Linked DNA regions of Mus musculus: region 2 is linked to region 1. A link is a contact called in public HiChIP or PLAC-seq data. All regions are on one chromosome and are shown on one strand. The core of a region is the stretch at or near the end of the contact, and the rest is flanking DNA. Distances in the headings are between cores, read along the strand shown. Region 1 has its middle 7.9 kb from the start of C730014E05Rik. Region 2 has its middle 17 kb from the start of A230028O05Rik.

Region 1 (3,319 bases), core at 369-2,868:
ACTTGAAGTACGCCCCGCGCTGGTTTCAACGTGCACTTCCAGCTCCTGTTGAGATTTAGTTGCCATTGTGAAAAGTAGTTAAGAGGCAAAGCCATTAACTGGTGCCTGTTCTAATGAAAGGATTAACACGTCCACCCTGGGAGGCCAGTCTGCCTTTTTCTCTTTTGCCTCGCTGCCATGTGATCGCTTCAGCAAGGAGGGCTTGGCCACACACTGCTGTCATTTTTTTTTTTTTTAACTTTATTTATTTAATGTATGAGTGCTCTGTTGCATATACATCCGCCTGCCTGAAGAGGGCATCATATTCCCCTATAGATGGTTGTGAGCCACCATGTGGTTGCTGGGAATTGAACTCATGACCTCTGGAAGAGCAGCCAGTGCTCTTAACTGCTGAGCCATCTCTCCAGCTCTGTTGTCTTAATCTTAGATTTCCCCACTCTCCAGAAATTTGAGCTAATAAAAAATGTTTTGAAGCAGTTTGCTCGAGAACCTACATTGGCCTCCACCTGGAGGTCTCCTAAGTCTCCCAAGAATGGGAGTTACAGTTGTGTGCCATTATGAATTACGATTTTCTATGCCTTTTAAATTACCCAGGGTAGAATTCTGCTATAGCCTCTCCAGACAGACTGGGTCAGCCAGATTCTTCCATGAGTGTGGATCAGAACACACTATGCAGACTTAAAGCTCATAGGTGGCCATCTTCTACTATGCAGTATAGGAAAAAGAAGCTTAGCTACAGAGAAATAAATGAGGGGAGGAGAGATGGGGGAGAGGGAGGATAGGGGAGGAGGAGGGAGGGGGAGGGAAGAGAGGGAGGGAAGGGAGAGGAAGGATAGGGGAGTTCCCCTTGATTTCTGAAAGCTCCCCACGTTTCTCCTCAAGAGTCCTTTGACACACAGTTCCTAGATTTTTACAGTTACTCTTTTGAGCTTAGACTAAGTTTCTTATTTGCATCCAATGACATAGGGCCAGGAACTGTTCTGTGCCTGTGCCCAGGGATCAGTCTGAGGTCTTCTGAGGTCTAGTCATGCAAAAATATTTGTTAATGGATCAACAAAGGCACTATTATTAGGCTGTCACAGGATAAAATAAAAAACTGCCATTTCCCATTTATTTATTAGCCTTCAATTACCATCTTAGAAACCTCTGTGAAACTTTCCATTTCATCACTGGCTTACAGAAGCCATGTATTCATTTAGCAAATATTTATTCGGCATCTCATATGTACAAGACATATGACAATGAAAAAATATCAATAATATTATTGAAGTACCTAAAAGGTATTATTTTATTTAATCCTCATGGCACTTTATAAAACATCACTGACCAAGTTGATCTATCTGAAAGCTGGGTGTAAGAGAAGCTAACGTGTTCAAAGCCACAGCTCTTAGACAGCTTAACAAGGAGCAGACCCAGAGCCCATGTAGACAAGAGGAAGAATCCCAATGACCGTTTTCCTGCTGGCTCTGAGACATTTGGGGCACAGGTTGTTCACAGGACCTTTTGCTTGAATGTTCACGGTCTTGTGGAAAAATTCTTGCCTTGGGAAGTGAGTCACTGAGTTTGTCTTATGACAGAGAGTCTGGCTGTTAACAGGAAACATGAGGAAATGTCTTAGCCATCGTTCAACTGGACAAGTTCTGAGGTCTTAGGTTCCTTGTAGTAGAATACAAGGACAATCCAGGGAGTGTCTTGCAGGGGGAGCTTGTTTAAACCAGCTGAACGAGGCTGAGTCAATGTTAAGGTTACTTTACTTTAAAATAACCAACAAAACGTTTTAAATTATACAGTGCATAAAATGTAAAAATAAGAATTAAAAATAAAATACAGCTTCCTTACCACAGAGAAAGTGAATCTGAAGTGGAGAGGAGTCAGGGTAAATGTGGCCCCATTAAAGCTGCTGCATGGGAAGGGTGACGCTGATTTACACTGGATTTCCAGGTTAGCCAGGGCTGCGGAGCCAGCGAGAGATTTGCTGAAAAGAAAGAAAGCAAAGTACCTGATGGGTGGGATAGTGCGATAAACAGCTAGCCTTACCTGGGTACAAAACCACAGCCGACGAGGGGGGTTCACTCCAGACCTAAGATCAAGCAGCCAAGTTAGAATAGACTGCTCTGAATTAGAGTCTACAGTACGGGAAGCTTACGAACTCCACTTATTACAGTTCTTTTCTTAGAAGGGCCTGACCGAATGTGCAAACAGTTCAGAAAAGTCATTTGCAATAGGGCTGGGGATGTAGCTCAGTTAGCAAAGTGCTTGCCTAACACACAGGAAGTGCTGGGTTCAAGTCCCAGCACTCATAAACTAAACACCAGTGAACTCGGCACTTGGGAAATGGAGACAGGAGGGAGGAAGTTGAAGGTCCTCAAACACAGAAAGTTCAAAATCTGAGCCAACCTGGGCTATATGAGATTCTGTCTCCCCCCCCCCAAAAAAAGTTTGCTATGTGTGGTAGTCCACACCTTTACTCCCAGCGTTCAGGAGGCAGAGGATCTCTGTGAGTTCTAGACCAGCATGGTCTACTTAGAGAGTTCCAGTCCAGCCAAGGGACAAAGTGAGAGTGATCAGAGAAGAAAGTGTGTAAGAGACTGTAGACCAGTGATTCTTGACCTTCCTAATGTTTTACTGTATTTCCTCCTCTTGTGATGACCCCTAAGCACAGTGTCGTTTTTGTTGCTACTTCATAACTGTAATTTTGATGAGGTTATGACTCATACCGTAAATATCTGATGTGCACGATATCTGATTATCGACCCCCAAAGGAAAAGATAGGTATGACTACAAAATAAAAAATGTAGCTTTATTGCCTTTAAAAGCTGGCCAAACAAGATTTGCTTAATGATGACACTAACTGACATACCATGAGGATAAGGGAATGTCACAGGGCCCCAGCCCTAGGTGAGGAGCTCCTGGCATCAGTGGCTGCTGAGAGAAGGCAAACAAGTCGTCTCCAGGGGCACGCTTCTGCCTAGGCTAGCCAGTCCCAGTGGTCAGCCCTAAACATGTGTGCACAAGCAAAACTCTGTGAAGTGTTTTCCCCCAGTCCTGCTCCTGGAATGATGACTCTGAGACTAATTATTTATTATTAAATGCCTAGGCCATAAACCTTGGCTCATTCCCTGGCTAACTCATAATTTATTTATCCCATCCAAACTATTCTATGTCTTCCATTTGGTTAATTGCCTCTCCTTCAGTCCCTGACAGCTTCTTTCTTTGAGTCACTCAGCGTCTAGCTCTGAGTCTCTTTATTCTATCCTGCATTCAGGTACCCTCTAGTTTATGTCCTTTCTTGGTGCTCTTGAATCTCTTTTTTATATAC
Region 2 (2,968 bases), core at 168-2,667, 1.9 Mb after region 1:
CCTTCTGAGTTGGTCCTTACAAGCCTCACCTTCGACACACTGGGATTTCGGGGGATGAGGGATTGTTCTGCTGCCGGAAGCAAGACTGATTTCGACAACAGATGTTTTAGCGATCTCCGGAATCATTTTCCGCCGAGGTATTCCACATTGCCTTCAGCTGAGACTTGGTCAAGGAAAGCTATGCATACAAACTACCTGAATGGAGGAGCCTTGTCTTTAAGCAGGCCTAGAAGGAGGAAGCGACTCGCTGGTGACCACAGAGAGGGAAGACCAGGGACTTGCACCCTTGACTCCCACACCAGCACCCCACACAGGTTTAGTAGTTTCAGCCAACTCTTTCCTGTCAGAAAGACGCACTCTATCGACAGGGGAATTGTGCAAGGGCAAAAGAAATCAGTTTCTCTGGTGTGCCAACTTCCCAAGCTTGTGAAATTCCTGGATTTGTGGATTGGGGAACTGAGAGACATGCCATGTGGAGTCGGCAATGGGCAAGTAGGCCTATCTGAGATGTACTGAGACTGGCAGCAGAAGGGCTTATTTAGGGAACAAAAATAAAATTATATATGATACTCTACCTCAGGTGGGTATGTTAGCTATGTGGGGTTTTTTGTATTATTATTGTTGTGTTTTAATTTTTTTTTTTTTTTTTTTTTTTTTTTTGGCCAGACGGTGGCCAACAGACTTCCAGAATATTCCTTGTTCAAGCACGTAGGAAATCCCTGCCTGTGTTGGTCTTGGGGAGGGAAGTTTGGCTATGAGCAATTTTTCCTGAAAAATCAAAACAGCTCTTCCAAGTGGGCCCTGCTTCCAGGGGCAGTGTGAAGCTGGGCATGCTTCCCTGTGCCTGAGTGTGAGCATGAAGGTATCCGGAGGAGGGAAGGGTGTCTGAAGGTCAGGCTGCTGGGAATCCAAACCTCCAAGCCTGATTTACAGCCCTGGGCCTCAGGTCTCCTCCCACTCAGCCCACAAAATCCCCCAATTTTCTTCTCTGTGAGCCAGCACTCTTCAGAGCTGGGAAATGAGATCTAAGCAGTGGCTTTTTTCTGGGCTTACGTACGCTATGGATTCTTCCCTGAGATGGTGGCAGAGAGGAAGGGAAGTGGTTCTTGAAAGTGTGGGCAGAACACTGGGGTGAGTCAGAAAACAGCAGCCAGCCTGCAACAGGCTGGAGACCATCCAGCCTCACGCTCTCCTTGGCTCCCTTTCTTTTTGATTTCCTCTCTTATTGTGACTTTCAAATAAAATCTTATAGGGAAACCCAACATACTAAACTTAACAACAGAACTGCTCCAAGCTACAGAGGATCAAGGATCAAGTTCTGCTTCTTTGTTCTTTCCCCGAGCATCTGCCAGGATGGAGCCTGTGTGTTCCCTGCCTGGATCTCTTGGCTTCATGGAACACAGCTGCATAGCTCTGCTGTGATCCAACACCAACATGTAAGACATGGGATGATTGATGCTCAGGAAGGTGGTGAGTCTCACTTAAAGTCACACAGGGAACTAGGGGGCCAGTTGGTGCACCTAGAGACCCCTGGCTTTCCTCTTCCTCCTCCTCTTCCTCCTCCCCTCCCTCCTCCTCTTCCTCCTTCTCCTTCTTCCTCTCTTTTTCTTCTTCCTCCTCCTCTCCCTCCTCTTCCTCTTCTTCTTCTAGTCGTCTGTATGGGATGCCATGTGGGCTCTGTAAAGACCTTAGGTTAAGCAATGAGTAAACCTCATTTTCAGTAAGGAAAAAGTCAGTGCTTCGAATTTCTAGGTTTATAGCTCCAAGAAATCAGCTCCTTCAGTCTGGCTGTTAGCCCAACTTCCATACCCCCAGGGAGTGGTTCTTCTCTTCAAACTTGGAGCCAGCAGTCCCCTTTCACTTCCTTGCACATATCATTTCTCCTGGGCTGGGCTTCTGCCTCCTTGTTGCTATAAAGTGAAACGAGAATGCATTTCTTTTTCTTTACCCTAGCAGGACTCGACCTGCCTCTGAGCCTGGCTCAGGTATGAAGATGTGCACCTACTCCTAGCTTTGTAAGCCAAGCTCTGCCTGAATCCCTATCCACTTGTTCCCAACTATGCTGACCACAAACGCTCTGCTTAGCACCCAGGACTTCACTAGCATGTTTCTCACACAGACTACCATCTCCATCTTTTGGCTACCCTTAACATTCCCCTGACAAGCCTTTCATGTCTACAAGTGTTTGAAGCAGTAGTGTGGAGATGGGAGGGGCTGGCTGCACTTGGCTGTTTCAGGCTCTCCAGTCTTTGTATTACAGCTATTCTAAGCCAATCCCACAGCCCTACGGAGCTGTGGTTTCCAACTGTGAGCTCCTAAACTCTGTGTCAGAAGAGCATCGCAGCGAAGATGTTCATCCAGTTCAGCAGAGGTCAGATGAGACTCTCAGGTTTGTTCTCATAGACTATAGCTGTCTAGTCAAGCCCAGTCATGCCACTGAGCTGAATCTTTTCCCTTTCCCTAAATGTTACAAGATCCATGGATTTTCTTTTCCCCCTCCCTCACCAAACCACTACTTACCCAGAATGCTCCAGGGCATCTCAAACTCTGAGACTTAAAAATCTATGCCTGATCGCTTTCTCTCCCTTTGTCTCTCTGTCTCTCTCTCTGTCTCTCTGTCTCTGTCTCTATTTTCCTGTCCCAAGACTATGGCTGTCACCCTGCTGACAGACAAATACAGTTCTAGAAAACTATTTTAGATATTCTCATCTGCCCTGCTGTGTCCAGCTGCCCCCTCAGAATACAGGTGTCAGAATTAGATCCTCTTGGCTGTTGCCAAAAACCAGGGAAAACCAAATACCTGTCCTCTGAAAGAGACTGGCATAAAAGAGGTCTGGGCAGTGGTCTCTGTATTTACCACATATGACAGTTTGGGATATAGATTCAAACGCTGACATTTCTACCTTGAAGACAACACTGGGACCAATATTCCCCATTCTCAACGCACTGCTTCTGAGAGCCTATATGA

Evidence for each region. HiChIP or PLAC-seq counts read pairs in DNA pulled down with a chosen protein or histone mark.
Region 2: a contact with region 1 is called in a FOXA1 HiChIP or PLAC-seq map of pancreatic cancer cells. The contact joins two enhancer-like sites. A contact is called at or near these places in 3 of 115 datasets of contacts at active chromatin or transcription factors (embryonic stem cells and pancreatic cancer cells) and 1 of 9 other capture datasets (embryonic stem cells).

Annotation. Positions count from the first base shown.
Region 1 is chr16:23,165,748-23,169,066 of GRCm38.p6, forward strand. No RefSeq gene overlaps it. Among named protein-coding and RNA genes, the nearest start is that of C730014E05Rik, 7.9 kb to the right of the region's middle. Within about 2 kb of position 1,619, at least 52 of the 459 cell types and tissues checked have an H3K27ac peak or open chromatin away from gene starts, as enhancers often do. A contact at or near this core is called in pancreatic cancer cells, where this site is marked.
Region 2 is chr16:25,041,049-25,044,016 of GRCm38.p6, forward strand. No RefSeq gene overlaps it. Among named protein-coding and RNA genes, the nearest start is that of A230028O05Rik, 17 kb to the right of the region's middle. Within about 2 kb of position 1,418, at least 137 of the 459 cell types and tissues checked have an H3K27ac peak or open chromatin away from gene starts, as enhancers often do. A contact at or near this core is called in pancreatic cancer cells, where this site is marked.